3 separate regions of the Pan troglodytes genome follow, and all the other regions are linked to region 3. The links are chromatin contacts, called in public Hi-C and HiChIP or PLAC-seq maps. All regions are on one chromosome and are shown on one strand. The core of a region is the stretch at or near the end of the contact, and the rest is flanking DNA. Distances in the headings are between cores, read along the strand shown. Region 1 has its middle 400 kb from the start of SIPA1L2. Region 2 holds the start of NTPCR (nucleoside-triphosphatase, cancer-related). Region 3 holds the start of SIPA1L2 (signal induced proliferation associated 1 like 2).

The links. A called contact is a pair of places that touch in the nucleus more often than the background predicts. HiChIP or PLAC-seq counts read pairs in DNA pulled down with a chosen protein or histone mark.
Region 1: a contact with region 3 is called in a Hi-C map of stem cell-derived neural progenitor cells, with 3 times the contacts expected there. The contact joins the enhancer-like site here to the promoter of SIPA1L2 in region 3. A contact is called at or near these places in 1 of 7 Hi-C or Micro-C datasets (stem cell-derived neural progenitor cells) and 1 of 1 datasets of contacts at active chromatin or transcription factors (stem cell-derived excitatory neurons).
Region 2: an H3K4me3 HiChIP or PLAC-seq map of stem cell-derived excitatory neurons shows a contact between it and region 3, with 6 times the contacts expected there. The contact joins the promoter of NTPCR here to the promoter of SIPA1L2 in region 3. A contact is called at or near these places in 1 of 7 Hi-C or Micro-C datasets (stem cell-derived neural progenitor cells) and 1 of 1 datasets of contacts at active chromatin or transcription factors (stem cell-derived excitatory neurons).

The regions. Positions count from the first base shown.
Region 1 is chr1:16,955,716-16,958,415 of NHGRI_mPanTro3-v2.0_pri, reverse strand. No RefSeq gene overlaps it. Among named protein-coding and RNA genes, the nearest start is that of SIPA1L2, 400 kb to the right of the region's middle. Within about 2 kb of position 1,270, at least 7 of the 24 cell types and tissues checked have an H3K27ac peak or open chromatin away from gene starts, as enhancers often do. A contact at or near this core is called in stem cell-derived neural progenitor cells, where this site is marked.
Region 2 is chr1:16,238,584-16,241,560 of NHGRI_mPanTro3-v2.0_pri, reverse strand. It overlaps NTPCR (nucleoside-triphosphatase, cancer-related), which reads left to right and starts at 1,456. Exons shown (of 5, transcript XM_016941086.3): 1 at 1,456-1,669. The coding sequence starts at 1,636.
Region 3 is chr1:16,557,683-16,560,382 of NHGRI_mPanTro3-v2.0_pri, reverse strand. It overlaps SIPA1L2 (signal induced proliferation associated 1 like 2), which reads right to left and starts at 1,398. Exons shown (of 21, transcript XM_063790534.1): 1 at 1,321-1,398.

The sequences.
Region 1 (2,700 bases), core at 21-2,520, 400 kb before region 3:
AGAGAGACGGATTAGAGGCAGGGAAATGCAGTCTATGTTCATAATTTATACGAGAGAGAAGAATAACTAAGGTGGTGATACAACTGTTTTGAGTATAATCTTGCTTTTCTCTGACCCTCTCCAGCAAATTGTATCACCCAATCAATCCCTGTAAACCTCTGGGTGAGACAGAGGAGGGACCCCCTCTTTTAGGGGCCTACAGACCCCAAGCATGGAAATAAAGGAAAATCCTGAGTTCCTTCCCGGGAAATTCCAGGCACCTAGCTAGCCCTGAGAAGTAAATAAGTAACCTGTTAAACAAGAAGGTAAAAGTAGCCTAAAACAATAGCTAAAGAAGTTAGAGTCCCAGAGATGTTTGCTCTCCCTATGGAAATTAAAGATAACATCTTAACATATGTCCCCGAGTTGTCTTTCAGAGGCTGGGACCCCCACAGGACTGATCCACTGGCACTTAGACCCCAGATGAGGGGGAAGTGAAGACTAAACTTTAACTATGGCTCTTTGTTCTAAGGTTCTTCCTAAGAGGCTTGGAGACAGTCACTACCCTAACATTTTTCTACTGACCCACAATTTTTAAACAAAGCTTCTCTTCCTTAATCAATTGCAAATCAGAAGATCTTTAAATCTACCTCTGCCTTGCAAGCCGGTGCTTCAAGATATCCGCACTTTTAGTCCAAAACCAACGCGTAACTTTAATGTGTTGATTGATCATTTTGCCAATAGTGTCAGCTCTCCTGAAATTTACCCCTCCTTTAAAAACCCTTACCTGCAAGCAGTTAGGGAGTTTGGGTCTATAAGCCTGAGCTGCCCTGATTCTCCTTGCTTGATGCCCTACAGTAAATGCCTTCCTATCACGGCAGAAACCTCAGTGTGAGCGCCTGGTTTCATTGCACCGGGCGAGTGGATGCCGGATTGGTTCTGTAACATGAATATCACCATGCCCAGGACAGCGACTCCAAATTTCTACAGTCCTCAGTTTGATATGGTTTCTCTTAGGGCTTTGTGTCTGTTATTTCATTCTCTCGGTCCCCAGTTGTTTTTTTTTTTTCATTTTAAAACCCATTTTTAACATCTCGGCCTCATTTCTCTCATTTGAATTTTCATTTAAGCCCAAGTGATTTTCTAATAGCTTGAGTCCCTTATTGAGTCATTTGTCTCAGAGCCAAATGCAGGGATGATGGCTTCGCTTCCTCTCTGTGTGCTTTAGCAGAGAGGCTTTTGTTTATGAGCCTGGGGTGCTGAGCAGTTTAAGAAAGTGCCCTTGGGCTGTGACTGCCCTGCCATTCTGAAGCGGTGAGCTCTCCTCATTGAAGGGAAGGGAGAGGCCTCTCCTGGCTCCTCTCTCCCCGCAACCAAAACACTTGCAATCTGGGTGGCAATTGATGCAATAAGGTTCACAGGTAAAAAGCTAACCAGGCTTTGTCTTTTAAATGAAAGCCCCGTTCTGAAATGGAGCACAGCAGGTGGGCAGGAGCTGCACTCCTTTCCAAAGCTGTCACACATCTGTGCAGAGGCATGGTTTGGTTTTTTTTTTTTTTTTTTTTTTTTAATCAGCAACAGCAGCAGCAGCCTGGGAACCACTCTGTACCTGCTGCTCAGGCTTAGCTGCTTCTCTGCAAATTATATTCAGTGGGAGGCCATTTTCTTGTTAGGGAGGGCCTGTTGGGGGGTGGGGGGGTTCCCTGTCTCTAGGGACCAGCTTTGGAGACAGAACATTGCATTCCCCACCTGAAAATCCCAAATATGCATTTTCTACTTCTGAAAGGAAATCACTGTCCATGAAAGCTAAAAACACCCACTGTCGAGAAAATAATACACACATATGCATATGTGTACATATATAGAAATAGATAAAAGATGTATAATTGAATAATATATAGTGAATAGTATATTAATAATTAATAATAATTAGTAATATATTATTCAAATTTGTCATCTAATTCATCCACCAATATAAGTTCTTTAAGATAAAGGATAAAAATTATGGTGACTGTACGTGTCTTTTCTCCTTGAGGTATTCAGGATCGAGTCGTTGTGGATTGGAGGATCCATGGGTAGATTTTTAAATTCAAAACTGGGGGCTAAGGCAGCTGTCTGGACAAACCCAGATTAATACATTAAAAATAAATAAAACCCAGAAGTGACTGGAATTGCCTTACTTGGAATGGCATGGTCTACATTTGCTGTTTTGTCAATGGAGAGTGAGACCGGGTATTTTCTAAGCTTCCTGGTCTCCCAGGAGAATTTTGTTTAGTTATTTAAATCGCAGCTTTTAAATTCCTGGCCAGCTGCCCAAAAGGCTGTATTGTTGGACCTGCCTTTTGTCTTCTTCATAACTATGCTTACCCTCACAGGATCTTTAAGAGTTAAGGAATTGTCCTTCAGTGAGTTTTGGTCAAAGGAGGCAGAACCTGGAACTCAACATCAGCCCTTTCAGTGGGGCTTAGGCAACTTTCCGGATGGGAAGAGGGCTTACCCCCAGCGGTCTGTGTGTAGCTCTTCAGGCTGAAATGCCTGTCATCTGCTACAGATCAAATGCAGGACTAATTGGCACTCCTGAGCCAACTCATTTTTGGATGAGTTTCCTTCTGATGTTTCAAAGCATCTCAAAAGGCTCTTCTATAAATGATTCTCAAGGATCTTCGCAGAGAGAGATTAGTCTCTTAACTACAGTAGCAATAGGCTTTGGTCCAGATTTAT
Region 2 (2,977 bases), core at 207-2,706, 320 kb after region 3:
ATGAATTTACTTTACTATATCAACTTTTCATTGTATTCAACATATATGGACTGCGAAATAAATCAAGGTGGAAGGCCCTACATTAACAGTTGGGATAATAAATAGTATACTGTTATAATAATAGAGCATTACAAATGTTGCAGAAATGATGGTGATGACAGCTATATTTTACAAATCCGACTTTGTTTTTTTAGATAATCATTGGACTGGCATATGTCTCAGGCTAAAGGGAAACCAAGAGGTCCATGTGTGGGCAGAAACCAATTAAGTTGAGCACTCACCGAACTGCTTTCTCAGCCAGGATGGGGAACAACTGACTACAAATTAAGCTGTACACATGTTAGACTGAAAGAGTTTACAGGTAAATGTGGCCCAAGGCCACTGCCACGTCATTCGTTGGCCGGAACACTTGCAGTGGTAAAGTGAGACGGAGAAGCTATTTAATTCTTTGCAAGAGGAGATCTTTATACACTTTGGTGTGAAAGTAAAGAGGGAAAACTGGGCGTCCTATGCATGGCTGAGGACGGGAAGTCTGCCTACACCAGTGGTTCTCAACCCTAGCGCACTTCAGGAACTTCCTGGAGTTTAGAAAGAAGAAAAAAGAATACAGGTGCTCAAGACTCGCTCAAGACCAATTACTCATGTTAAACAAGACTTATGGGAGGCCATTGTTTTGGACTAACCTCCTGCACTAGGTCCTAGCAGACTAGACCAAACCAGAATGGAGTCACTTGTGCCAAGTGCCATGTAACCAAACTGAACTTTGAAACAGGCCCGTTTTCCCAAAAAACAGGAGATTCTAGTTAACCTGAGTCAGTACAATAACGAAGTCCAATCTGTTTTAACCCTATAAGGAAAGTAACTTTGAAATACCCACTCTTTGTTTTGTTCTTCAGCCTTTTTTTGCCCATAAAGCCAACCTCCTCTGCACAACTCACTGGAACACTCTATTTGCTTTATGGAATGATCTATTTCTCGATTCTAGATCCTAAATATAAGCCAATTAGATCTTTAAACTAAACTTGTAATTTTGTCTTCTGACACTCCCCATTACTGCAGGTGAAACCCAGGCATCAGAGCAAGTTTAAAACTCCCCAGCTGATTCTATTCTGCAGGAATGTTTGAGAACAAAGTTGGAGTCATTAACATGGCATCCCCCTTTGAGGAATGCTTCCAGGTCACAAACCTTCTACAAAAGGGCTGTCCCGGCAGCCTTGGGCAATTTCAGCTCCTAGGTCCGGAGTCAAGGGGCAGAACTTGGGTGATGGCGCTGACTTGAAGCAGCAATAGTTTAATAACTGACGTTCTCACGCACTTATCTCTGCAAATACCCCACAAAAGCCCTGAATCCAGAATGAAACTTAAGAGACCGTACAACCCGCTCCGCCTATAGGAACTGCCGCAGCACAGGCGCAAATGCCGAGGGCTGAATGCGCAGGCGCGGACCGGGTACTCGGGAGAAGGCGCATGCGTGGTCTTGAGGGCGGTGCTTCCGGTCGAAGCACCGCTTGGGGGCGGGGCCTGCGACACGCGGTGGGCGGGTCCTGAGTCGCGACCCTGGTCCGGACCTGACCTGAATTGCGACCCCAACCTGGACTGCTCCCCTGACCGCAACCCCTACCCCCGCCCACCAGCATGGCCCGGCACGTGTTCCTAACGGGGCCCCCAGGTAACCCTGAGGGGATCCCCACCTCCAAGAGGTCGAGGGGGTGGGGGCGCGCGGGCTGCGGGCGACCTTGTGCTGTCGGGGAGGGTCTCCGGCTCCAGGGCTCCGGCCTCTGAAGTTCCCAATTAAATGGCGGGCTTGGTAGTCTGAAGAGTTTGTACTCCTTCCCGGAAAACGTGATTTAAAAGACACAGGGCCTAAAGGATTAGAACACACTTGTGAGGGGGTCCTAGACTGGCTTCTTGATGAAGGGCTGAAACCGCAGGGGCCAGCGGCAGCGGTAACTCCTACTGTAGTGTTGACGTTGTGGTCTGCACAAATGGTATTTCAAGAGATCTGCCGCAACCGCGATGTGAAGTGGAGATGTCTAATTTCTGTTGATAGTCACAGGTACTTCCTTACTGTGGGTCTTTGCTACATTGATCGTGCAAAAAAAATGGTAAATTTTAGTTGGAGGAGAGCGAAACTGAAGTTGTAACCTTTCTTTCCCATCTAAGTTCATCCCCCCACCCCCATCCCCATCTCCATCCCCACGAATTCCCTCCACAGCTGAGGCCACAGGTGGAGAAGCTTTGGTACCTACAGGAGCCCTTCTCAGACACTCTTGCTTGTTCCTGTCGCTGTCCCCTCCTGATGTCTGTCAGATCCCTCAACCCTGTGGCCTGTGGAGTTCTCATCTGAGAAGCAGGATAGCGTTGAGGTCAGATGAGAGGTGTAGGAGGAGGTGCTTTGAAATCAAGGCGCTACCCATGTATCAAGCATTACTAAAAAGGACAGGTAGGCTGCATCAGATAGGCTAAAAAAAGATAGATGGGCTAAGAGTGGAGAAAGTGATTTCTTCAGCTCCTTTGCAAGGCAAATCTAATTTTGAAGTTTAGTGTGGGTTCAGATATCAAAGGCTGTAACCCTGGATCTAGAATTCTCTTTCACTTTATTTTAATGATTATGTTTAGTTGTTTAGTATGTTAAGTTGTTAATGATTATGTTAAGGCTACAGCTAATATTGCAGACTTTGGGATTTTGTCAGGCATTGGATGGGGGAGTTGGGGAGCAGGGGGTGAGGAGGAGGAGGGTGGTTTGAGAAATGCCTGCTATCTAAAGTCACTCCTAAGTATTGCAAAGAACTGTTTTCTGAAAGTTGGTTTGTCAATCCTTTATTTGAAACTTGGAATGCAGTTTGATACTCAGCAGGCTGACCCCAAGACAACTGTGTGTTTTATAATGGAGGTGTCCTGTTACCGTGATTGTATTGATGGTGGTTCTTGTTTCTGCTTTATCAAAGTCTTATCTACACGTAGTTGAAAGACTCAA
Region 3 (2,700 bases), core at 149-2,648:
AATTTAACTCAAGCAGGTTAATGATGACAAATATCTCCCACAGGGGTAATGCCAAGTTGTTCTCTCTTTCCGAGAAGCCTCGGCTCTCTCTTGCAGATGATGAGCCGAAATTGATTCTTTGGGTTTGCTGCACGGCTGAAAATTAATCTGTAGGTGTTCCTAGGGATATTCCCAGGACGTGGGCAAACTACCCTCACTGACACGGGAAGACCCGGAGAGGCCCAGGAGCTGGCAAAGTGGGAAGAAAGGTCGCGGCGAGTGAGAAGAGCGCTCGCCGGAGGCTCACGGTCTTACAAAGAGGGATCCGTCCCGGTGAGGGCGCGCGCTCCGGGCGCACCCCCTCTAGAAGGGGAATGAGCCCCGCAGCAAGTTCGGCGTCAGCCGGCCAAGCGCGCCGGGGAAGCTGCGTCGGGCAACCGCGAGCCCTTCCAGAGAGCGTTAGTCAGAGCGGAGTTCTGGGCACCTGGAGGAGATCCTCCTCAGTGCCTGTGTCGCCGAGACGGGAATAACCTTTCAGCCGATCGATAACTTGGAGAGAACAGGCGGCGGCGGCTCCTCTTCCAGCCGGGGATCGGGAGCGCGGGCGCATCTGCGTCTACAAGCCGGACCCTGCGCCGCGCCCCTCGCACCCCTCGCCGCCGTCAGCCCCCCAAAGCGCCCCGAAGGGCATCCCCTTCCCCTTCGGGACAGTCCCCGCCTGGCCGCAGGCATCCCGAACCGACCCTCGCCACGCTGCCCGTCGGATTCCCCGACACGAACCTTCGCAACGCCGTCCGCCGGGACCTGCTACAGCCTGTGCGCCCCGGGCGGCGCGTACCCGGGCTGCCGCCTCGCCGCCCGCCGTTGCCCCGGGCTGCCCATCGGCCCGGACTCTCCCCGCGCCGGGCTCCGGCGGAGGCGGCCCGGACCCGCCGGCTGCGGCTGGAGCTCTCGGCCTGCGCTCGGGCGGCCGGCGGGGGCGCGGTGCTCCTCCTCCGTCCTCCTCCTCCTCTCGCTCCGCCAGCTCCTCCCGGGCTCCCAGTCTGCCGCGCCGGCTCCCGATGCCACCGCCCGCCCGCCCAGCGGCACCGCCCCCCGCCCGCTCTGCGGGCTCCCATTGGTAGCTGCCTGCAGGCCCCCTCGGCCCCGCCCCACGATTGGGCGCGGACGCCGTCAGTCTCACCGTCCGCCCGGCTCCGGGCGCAGCCGGTGCGCTGTTCCCAGGCCCCGCGGCGCGCGGGAGCTGCGCGTCCAGGAGGGGCCCGGACGCCCTTCTTGGGGAGGGGGCTGCGGGGCGCATCATGAGCCGCGCTGGGCGAGCTCGAGGGCCGGGCAGCCTACCTGGACCCCGGCTTCTAGAGAGCCGTCGCCGTCCTTGTCGGGACTCGCTTTCGCCCCTCTGAGGAATAAGTTAAAAACCGCGAGTCTGGTTCTGAGCCGCCCCCTGGCGCAGGCGCGACCCCACCCGGCCCTCCCGTCTCCCAACTTGGGACAGACGCGGCGGCCGGGCGGTCGGATCCGTGAGCCTCGGCCGTTGGGGCTACATACACAGCCCAGGACGCCACAGAATCGCCGAGGCCCCGCGAACGCCCAAACGGCCGCAAGTCGAAGTGATCCCATCTGAAGAAGACAGCGCGAGGAAGCGAGACCCTGCTGTGTGCCGGCCCCCGGAGGGCGCCCCGGGCCCTGTGGGTCGGAGGGTGGGGAAGCACAGAGAAACACGCAGGCAGTAAAACGTTAGGAGGACAGGGGGTGCCAGCGTGCAGGAAATGCTGCTAAGAGACCTTTAGGAGCCAGGGGGAAAACGGAGAGATTGGCAGTTCCAGGCACCCACATCCCAGCGCGGTCCGCTCACCCCTTCCTCCCTGCCCTCCAGGCAGCGCTCAGCCCACGGTAGAAATGTCTTGCATCTTTTTTCTGACGAGGAAGAATTGAACTTTTTATACCCAACTTTTCTGCTTTCTTAGAAATGTTGACTCACCTGTGAGGAAGCATTATTTGAAACTATTATTGTAAATTGCTTGACATTTGAATTAGATGCTGAAAGATTAAAGGGTCTCAGAAGAATCTTTTAAGCTAGACTGGAATTGACTCTGCCTAAATGGACAGCAACAGTCATCTATACGCAGGAATAATAAAGCAGGTGGAGGCAGCCTCTAACTTACCTTCCAGCCACACCGTAGAATTTCCTGAGCAGGCTTTTTTGTCAGAGTTTTGAGCTGGGTTCCCTGAGACTGGATTGGGGCTTTCAGTTTCTCCCCTTCTAGAGTCAGACTTCTTCCTGAAGAAAAAGTGTTCTCTCTACTTCCCTATCACAAACACTTCCTAGAACACAGCCCTGTTAAAAGGTAAATAGAGGCGGTCCTTCCCACACTATATTTCTCTGTGATCTGAAGCATGTACACATTATACAATCTTTCGTATCTTTTTAAATTATAGGTATAATCTGTGGGATTAGGTATAACTAAACAGGTCAAGAAGCAATCCTGTGACATAATACAATTCCTGAGCACTCCAGGTTTTGATGAGTTTCCCAATTGTCACCCCATTATCAGCATTTACAAGATTGTCATGTATTCATTTAACAAACATTTATGAAGCCGGGCGCGGTGGCTCAAGCCTGTAATCCCAGCACTTTGGGAGGCTGAGGCGGGAGGATCACAAGGTCAGGAGATCAGGATCTTCCTGGCTAACACGGTGAAACCCAGTCTCTACTAAAAA